3 separate regions of the Gossypium arboreum genome follow, and all the other regions are linked to region 1. Evidence: chromatin contacts called from public Hi-C data. All regions are on one chromosome and are shown on one strand. The core of a region is the stretch at or near the end of the contact, and the rest is flanking DNA. Distances in the headings are between cores, read along the strand shown.

Region 1 (3,048 bases), core at 262-2,761:
GTGGTGGGTTGCAGATTTCTTGACAAGGCAGCCATTGTGACTGAAGAAGATAATGTAAAAGCTCCAAATCTATGGAGACTAAACAGTGTTCATCGAGTGGAGGAATTGAAATCTTTGATCCGAATGGGACCAATATGGGCATCAGGAATCCTCCTCATCACAGCCTATGCTCAGCAAGGCACATTCTCCCTCCAACAAGCCAAAACCATGGACAGGCACCTCACCAACTCCTTCCAAATCCCTGCTGGTTCCATGTCTGTCTTCACCATGCTAGCCATGCTCTCCACCATAGCCTTGTACGACCGCTTTTTAATCCGCATTGCCCGAAGGTTCACAGGGCTGGACCGCGGCATCACCTTCTTGCACCGGATGGGAATCGGGTTTTTGATCTCAGTATTAGCCACTCTCGTAGCAGGGTTCATAGAAGGGAAGCGTAAACAAGCAGCTGTGGCACATGGGCTTGAGGACAAGCCTCATTCTATCATCCCCATGTCAGTCTTTTCGCTCGTGCCTCAGTACGGTCTACATGGAATAGCTGAGGCTTTCATGTCAATTGGACGCTTGGAGTTCTTTTATGATCAATCACCAGAAAGCATGAGGAGCAGCGCTACTGCTTTGTTCTGGACTGCAATTTCAGTTGGGAATTATGTGAGTACGTTGCTGGTCTCTTTAGTGCACAAATATAGTGCTAAACCTGACGGATCAAATTGGCTCCCAGATAACAATTTAAACAAGGGGAAATTGGAGTTGTTTTACTGGTTGATCACCGGCTTGCAAGTGGTTAATCTTCTTTACTATATCTGTTGTGCCAAGCTCTATACTTATAAGCCCATTCAAACCCCTACCAAAGACGCTGAATCTGAAGAAGCTGCAAGCAAGGTTTGATTATTTTGGATTCCCAGGTTCTAGTCCTAGCAATGACTGTATCAAAATAAAAATAAAAATAAGGTTGAAATTTAGTAAACTATCTCTTTTTCTTTTTTTTTTTTTTAATTATGGTTTACCAAGTCCAATCACTTCTTCTTCTTTATTTATTTATTTATCTTGGGAGCTCAACACTTGTTAGTCAACCAGATCCTTTAATATATCGATAGACGAGCAGCCAAGCAAAGGCAAGACAAACAAGGATATACTTAGCCAGCAAAACAAGAATATACTCATTCGAGGTTCAAAGTCTTATATTTCTTTGTTCTTAAAATTCAAATTTAGTTTGTATTAATTATGAAAATCGATGGTAGAAGGGACGTGATCCGTTAAGTTTTCAACATAACCAATGACGATAATTGCTCAAGGGAGTTACCAGCTGTATTTGGGCCGAATTTATTGTAACCCATCCATCCCCATCAAACAGACGATTAAAAAAGCAACGAGTAACGACAGGGAAGCAAAAGGACCACAAATGTGTTGGAATTTTCCAAAGTGTGTTTTTTTTTTCCTTCTCCCATAAAAGTCGAAATCCAAGTGGCGGACCGTGTTTGTAGTGTGACCACTAAATATCCCCCACAACACTTTGTCATGTTTAGACAACAGAAAGAAAATAAATGAATCCGAGACACGTAAAACACTAGTCCAATTTACCTTTTCTTGATGAAAATTCAAAATGTTGGACGGTTTCAAAGCGAATTGGGAATCCTAAAGAACAAAAATTAAAGATAGTTATGATATAAGCCATGGATGAAGGTGCAGATAATGGTTTTAATCATTCTCAAACCAAGATGTCCATGACAACTAAAACGCCTCTGTCGGCTATAGCGAAGGCGTTTGAGGAGCTGTCGGGATTCTTGGGATCTCAGACTAAGGATCAAAAACTCCGGTTGGATAATTTCTGTGAAGCATGTTCTCTGGTTTCTGTTCTTTTTAGCTGCCTCGGCCTCGCCTTCAAATTCGCCGAGATGGAGTACGTCGCCAAGGTTCATTGCCTTTACATTGCTAGAAACTGGAATCATGTTTCTTTAGGCTGTCAGGAATTGCATTGAGAAACCTTATTATATGTATAATTGATGCCAATCAATCAATGTAAACTTAAAAAATGCAGATAGCGTATAGACAGATTTTCTGATGTTGTTAACATCCATATACAATACAGCATTTCGTCAAGGCCTATTTTCTTTTGGTTTGCATTTGTTTTTATACAAATTCTCAATGCCGTGATGTAATGAAATGATTAATGCTTTGATAAGGTACATGATCTTGTGGAAGCATCCAAGACGTATGCCACTTTAGAAAATGTACTTGATCGTGATGTTGCTAATGACACGGTGAAAAAACCAGGAAGCCATTCGCGTAATCTGCGGCGAGTTAGACAGGGTCTTGACCTCATCCGGGCTTTATTTGAAGAATTTCTGTCAACCGAGTATGTTTCGTCCTTCCATCTTTTCTTTTTCTCTTGATTTTAAGAGAAATTTATAGTATTTACAAGTTATGTAACGTGTGATATGCCTGTGACCCTTTTTTACTATGGCAAAGTTCTAAAAATGACACCTGAAACCGAGATTAGGAGACTAAAGGCAGAGGCTTTAGACCATAATCAACATGGGATTAGCTGAAAATTTTGTTTTCCTCTGTTTCCTTGATAAAATACACACTAGAATGCACATATGGAATGTAACTCTCCTTTTTCATGTCACCATTTTATGCTTCAACTTCCTTATTATTATTTATTTGGTTCCAAATTGTAGTGATTACTATTTGAAGGATGCAGCTTCAACAGCTTATTCTCAAGTGTGTGCACCATACCACACATGGGCAGTCAGGACTGCGGTTTCTGCTGGAATGTATACTCTTCCAACAAGGGAAGAACTTTTACAGAAGCTCAATGAAACAGGTGAGTTTCTATATGTTGAGGAGAGAGCAACATAGCATATGGAATGGATGCTTAATATCTTTCGCAAAATAACTTTGATCATCATCATGTATTCTCTTCTTTTCCTTGTACTTTTTAATCTTTATATATTTATATATATATCTATATATATATATATATGTGTGTGTATGCAGATCATACAGCAGAGAAGAAAATGAGAAGGTACATCGAAGCATCGCGCCCAG
Region 2 (3,048 bases), core at 363-2,862, 200 kb after region 1:
CAAGCCTTCGTGCTGGCTTGAAGGTGGAGGCTGTACCCGAAAACCCCACAGAACATGTGGCTCAAAGTTCTGGGACGAAAGGTAAACGACCCTTTACCATGAATAAGGCGCCGTTTTCTGTAAGGACTAGACAAGTTCGTGGCTGCTGCGGAGCCTCAGTATACTGATTTCATTTTGACGTTTGGCGAGTTGCATTATGGTATCAGTCGGGTCTATAAGTTTGTTTGTTTGTTTCCCCTTGTTTGTTTATTTTCTTGAGACGTAAACTCGATGTTAACATTTTTGGAATTATTTTCGAAGAAAAATATGTTGGAAAACAAGTCGAAGTTCCCAAACATAATTATACTACCTTGCCTTAGCATGCAAGTACGTATCATCCTGCAAGGAAAAAACCAGAATGCAACACAACTTGCATAGGCTTAATGACTACACACAAGAGAAATCGTGGAACCAAAATAAGGGACTCATGGTTATGTGAGTGCATTAAATATAAATCCCCAAAAGGGGAAGAAGATGAAATTAAGTTGCAATATTGAACAAGAAGATGAAATATTGTCCTTTTAGCAGAAACATTATTTCATTTATCTTCAATCAGTACAAGTTAAAGACACCTAGGCAAATGCATGTTTGCATCTACCTCCACAGGCTACCCAAATTAAATAGATTTTCCTCGACAATGCTTTGGCTGGTAAAATTATACAAAGCTAAGGTAATTCTATAAAAACTAGCATCAAATTCGTATACCATCTACATCAATGACATGTAATGATCATGAAAAAAAACTAACTTGGTAAAGATTCATATCTAACAAGGATGAAAAATCTACAAATATGTGGATCACTAGGGAAATACCAACAATTCAGCAGTGTTTGTTATCGTATTAAAACCAACAATTCATATCTTAGTTCAGAGCTAAGAGGTTTCAAACCAAACATTCTCAAATTCAGTTGATTAACCGAGGCCATTTTGCATAGCTAAGACAAAAAAAATTATATAAAGAAATGCACATCTAGCTCTGGGAAAGGTTGCCACCACTTTGCTGCCATAGATTGATGATATCAGTGGCCTGATTGAGAAGGATAATCATCTTCTTCTGAGAAATCCAAGGCTTACTTTCTAGAGTGGCCTTGAGCTCTTCCCAGGCATCTTTCCTTGGCCAGAAGAAATATGGACTTAGAGGAACAGTGCCGTGGCCCGGTATGACTTGATCAAGGGCAAGCCCGATGTTCTTTTCCATCCATATGAATTTCAAAACCAGTCTTGGCTTTCCAACTTGCTTGACCACCACCTCAGGTTTCTGAGGAATGATGAAGTCGGATGGTGTTTCAGTCTCAGTGACAGCTTCCGTGGCAGCCGAAGCAGTTAGTGTTGGAGTTTTGATTGTTTTCTTCAAAATGGGATTTTTGTTAAGGCAAAAGGGGGTGTTAAAGGATTTCTGATAACGAAAGGAATGACAAGTGAAAGTAGTATGGAGTGTAGATGAAGTAGCCATGGATAACATTTTGTATTGCAGAATGAGAGAGAGAGATGTGACGATGCGAGTCTTAAAAGCTGCTTTGTGGATAAGGGATATGGGGCAATGGTAGGAATAGGAGGACATGGGCTTGGATTGGATCCTATGTTTTAATTATACTCGGTTTGCTCCTTTAACCTCTTAGCTCTATACTTTGATATAATTTCTTCTTCAAATTTCTTTTTAATTTGTTATTAACATATATGTATGTCTTAACCAAATGAGCGCTCTATATTATGTTAAAATACGATACATCTGTTCATGGGTCGATTATTCATCTAAGCCCACAGTTATGTTTAAAATTTAGGAGGATTTAGACAAAAATAATAGGTCTAAAAAATGAGCTTAAATAAAAAAATTAAGTCCGTTTAAAATATGGGTCAGACTTAGGCTTAAACATTCAAAAGCCTAACCTGACTCGGCTCGATCCGTTTTAATTTTATAATATTTATATTATGTTATTTTTATATATTATGAAATTTAGAACTCAATAAAAAAAATAAACCTATACTCTAATGTAAATATTAAAATAATGTTAAGGTGACTATATAAAAATTCAATAAATAAAAAATGTATAAAATTATTAAATATTAAAATAATATAATATAAGTTTTTTAAATTAAAAAATAATATGGACGAGTCTAAAATAAGTTTGGGTTAGTCTTTTACAAATATAGACGGGTTTGAACAAAATTTTAAATTTAAATTTTTGGTCAAACTGAACTTAAACAAATATAAAATATATTAATATTACGCTTAAACTGGAGATAACCTACCAATAAACTCCTCTAAATACAAGTTATGGTGCTCATAAATTTACATTACTTATTATCTTAAATTAACGCCATTTATTTTAATAAAGAAACATATCGGTATGCTTGTTTATGTTTAAACTTTAATTTCAATATAGTGGAACCCAATTTTGATATATGCAGGTGAATTTTATATTATTTAAACTTATACTTATATTTAAATATTTTATTGAGTTAGTGTTATTTTTAATCGTTCACCAATTTAATTATTAAATTATAAAAATATTTTTAAAAAAAGGATATAATTAATATTGTCGAAACTATTTTTTTGGAAAACGGGGTCGACTTTGATTTTGAAAATGAAAACAAACAATGGGAGTCGCCACCAATCCTTTTTTATGAGGTGTGATCGGGTCACCTTAAATTAATCATTTTAATAAAAGTTAAGATTTACTAAAACGATAATTTTTGGTCTACGAGAATCAGAAAATGAGTTCGGGAGTTGGTTACGTACGAGGAAGGATTAGCACCCTCGTGACGCCCAAAAATTGGTACCTAGTTGATTAATTAGTGTCTTAGTGTCGAAACTTTGAAAACTTGAAAGACTTTAAAATACGATCCCTCTTTTTGTAGAAACACTTGAATGTTAAAGATCTTCTCGTCTCGAAATAATAAAATGTCACATCCAGTAAGTTGGGACACAACATCTTGAATTTTCGAGAACGAGCTTGCCTTTTATTTAAAATTTGTGTATTTTAACCTATTAAAAGGGTATCCGATTAT
Region 3 (3,048 bases), core at 190-2,689, 180 kb before region 1:
ATTCATGTTAAAAAAAGGTATTGGGCTATGCTCAATGAATTAATATTAAATAAGAAAAATAATTTTAAAATCCCAAATTAAAAGAAATACATTATTTTCAATTAGTAAAACAATTAATTAAGTAAATAAAACTAAAAGTAATTGAACATATAAAATACAAAAATATCATATCATCTGTTACATGTTGGTCATGTATTGATTATTTTGCTACTTCATAAAAAATAATATTATTAATATATTGGAGTAATTTGTAAAACGTTTACAAGTACCAAATGGAAAAAAGGTACTAAATTAGGAAAAAGAATCAAGTTCAAGTACCAAACTGGACTCTCAAAAATAAAAAGTGTCATATTTAGATACTAAATTAGACACCAAAATTTTAAGTACCAAATTAGAAAAAATCAAATTCAGGAATTAAATATTATATTAAGCCTAAAACATTCTTCTATTTACTTATTATTGAATTTTTGCTTTGCTTACCACATATATTGTAGTCTATGCATATATACGTTGATTATGGTTTGAAATTTTTCTATATATATTTTCATATTTACAGTTATAATTAACTCACCTCATATAATTTACTTACTATAAAACTTACAACTAAAAACTAAAATTCTCAAAAGATTAAAACCTCAATTTTCACCGACATAACCGAAACCTGCTAAAGCAATGTCATCTTTCGGCCCTTAATTTATTTTCAAAATTGGACACAGAATTAGATGAGAAAATTTATGGTTTTCAGATTTTTGGACTCTCCCTGCAATTATAAATTTATTTATTTATATATTACCCCATATGTTGAGCTAGCATTTCACCAGTTAAAACCTCTTACATAAATTGATTTTTTTTAAATATGAATAAATACAACTAGATTCTCCAGTTTCCTATTTGGCTATCAATTTTTATTAAACAACTTGACTCAATAAATGACTTTTTATTTTGGATTCATCGTTTAATTAGATAAATATTTATACACATAAGGATATTATTAAGGGTATAACAAAAAAGGAAAAAGAGAAGAAAGTCTTGTTCTTCTTTTTGAAAGGAAAGAAAATCTTGTGAACTTAACAAGGCTATCTAATTATCAATAAGGCAACCAACGTGGAATTGTTGTGAACTGTAATTGAATGGCTGTAATATTAAAATTCAAAAATTCTCATTATCCAATGTGTAGGTAGAAAAACTTTTAGAAATCAAAATTAAATTTTAATTTTTATGACACTTTAAATAGTTTATATTTTTATAATTTTAAAAATTAAATTAAATTTTATCACTTTTAAATTAGGTCAAAATATAATTTTATTTTTATTAATTTAAAATTTTAAAAAATTTAAAAGTTTGAAATGAATTTTTTCCGTCCCTGCCACTCTCCTTGTTTTTATGGATTTATAAAATAAAATAAAAACAAAATTATACGTTTCGATAATTAATAGACCCTAAATCGACCGTCATTTGCTCATTTCTCAAACATGATATCAAGTGTGCAGTTTCGTGAGTGAGTCATTCTCCCATCCAAATAATGCAAAGTGAACACAAGAGAACAAAGACAAAAAGTGTCTACTATATAAGCTTTAGTCCAAGGAAGGCAAGGTTAGTCTCGAAGAAAGAGTCTCTTGTTTCTGTTGCTGCTTTGTTTGACCTTTACAAGTTAAGTTTCTGTTTTCTTTTCTTCACCCTTCTGACTAAAGTTCACGCTCAAGGGCCAATCGCATTTATGGTATCAAATTTCGCATTGGAGAAGTAGGGCAGCCTTCAAAACATTGAGCTTGCTAGCTGATTTTTATGGAAAACCACAGCATGGCGACTGCAACTCCGGAAAACAAAGACAGCTTTGCTACTTCCGGAAATGCCGATGATAAGCAGAGCAAGGCATTTGTCAATAATAACGAAAAGGGTGGAATTAAGACGATGCCCTTCATCTTAGGTAAGCTTTTTGACAACTGTTGGAATCCTAGATTATTTATTTATTTATTTATTTATTTATTTCTCGTATGGCTAATTGCTTCATCGTGTATGTTCCAGTAAACGAGATATGCGAGAAATTGGCAATGGTGGGATTCAGTAAAAACATGGTTAACTACTTGACACAGCAGCTTCATATGCCCTTAACAAAAGCAGCCAACACCGTGACCAACTTCAATGGTACCTCGAGCTTGACGCCATTGCTTGGGGCTTTCATTGCTGATTCCTATGCTGGAAAATTTTGGACCATCACCATCGCAACGGCCATATACCTAGCAGTATGAATGGTTGCCTTTTTCCATAGAGATTTTCCGTTCTGAATACTAAGGGTTTTCGATTTACCTACCTGTGTGCGTAGTTGGAGGACAAGAAGCATCAATTTTACAGTTTACTTATATAGTCGGAACTTTCCAAGAAATGATTCAATCTCTCTTTTTAGTAAAAAAAGCAAGGGTCTAATATTGACTAAATTAATTAGACTGATTTTCCATAAAAGAAAAATTAATTAGATTGACGGTCTCTTGTCTGTTAAAAAAACTACAATCTGATCTCATCTGATCTGATGATGTGAACAGGGAATGATAGTCCTAACACTCTCAGCAGCACTGCCACAGCTACGGCCACCGCCATGTGCAGGTGACCAAGTTTGCCAAGAAGCCAATGGGAGTCAAACGGCTGTTCTCTACCTGTCTCTTCTATTCGCAGCCTTAGGATCAGGCGGGATCCGGCCATGCGTGGCGGCGTTTGGCGCAGAGCAATTCGTTGAGGAGGATCCTACGCAGCCTAAGAAAACGTGGGTCTTCTTTAATTGGTATTACTTTGCATTGGGAGCCTCAATATTACTGGCATCAACGGTGCTTGTGTATATTCAAGACAATGTAGGATGGAGCTGGGGTCTTGGAATTCCTACCTTAGCCATGGCTTTGTCCATAATTGTATTCCTCATTGGTTACCCTCTTTACCGAAATCTGGATCCTGCCGGAAGTCCCTATACTCGTGTCTTACAGGTCTCTGTTGCCGCTTTTAGGAAGAGAAAGATTCCCTTGATTTCTGATCCAAAGTTTTTGTATGTCAACGAGGAGC

What was found. A called contact is a pair of places that touch in the nucleus more often than the background predicts.
Region 2: a contact with region 1 is called in a Hi-C map of leaf, with 7 times the contacts expected there. The contact joins the promoter of LOC108465656 here to the promoter of LOC108472982 in region 1. A contact is called at or near these places in 2 of 5 Hi-C or Micro-C datasets (both in leaf).
Region 3: a Hi-C map of leaf shows a contact between it and region 1, with 4 times the contacts expected there. The contact joins the promoter of LOC108472638 here to the promoter of LOC108472982 in region 1. A contact is called at or near these places in 2 of 5 Hi-C or Micro-C datasets (both in leaf).

Annotation. Positions count from the first base shown.
Region 1 is chr3:57,471,201-57,474,248 of ASM2569848v2, forward strand. It overlaps LOC108472982 (ACD11 homolog protein), which reads left to right and starts at 1,512. Exons shown (of 4, transcript XM_017774549.2): 1 at 1,512-1,910; 2 at 2,181-2,353; 3 at 2,679-2,824; 4 at 2,998-3,048. The coding sequence starts at 1,671. It overlaps LOC108470848 (protein NRT1/ PTR FAMILY 3.1-like), which reads left to right. Exons shown (of 4, transcript XM_017772343.2): 4 at 15-964. The coding sequence ends at 885.
Region 2 is chr3:57,670,115-57,673,162 of ASM2569848v2, forward strand. It overlaps LOC108465656 (30S ribosomal protein 3-1, chloroplastic-like), which reads right to left and starts at 1,613. Exons shown (of 1, transcript XM_017766028.2): 1 at 850-1,613. The coding sequence starts at 1,600. The coding sequence ends at 1,010. LOC108465654 reads left to right here. Exons shown (of 5, transcript XM_017766026.2): 5 at 1-320. The coding sequence ends at 167.
Region 3 is chr3:57,286,327-57,289,374 of ASM2569848v2, forward strand. It overlaps LOC108472638 (protein NRT1/ PTR FAMILY 3.1-like), which reads left to right and starts at 1,440. Exons shown (of 4, transcript XM_053025713.1): 1 at 1,440-1,927; 2 at 2,026-2,243; 3 at 2,541-3,048. The coding sequence starts at 1,786.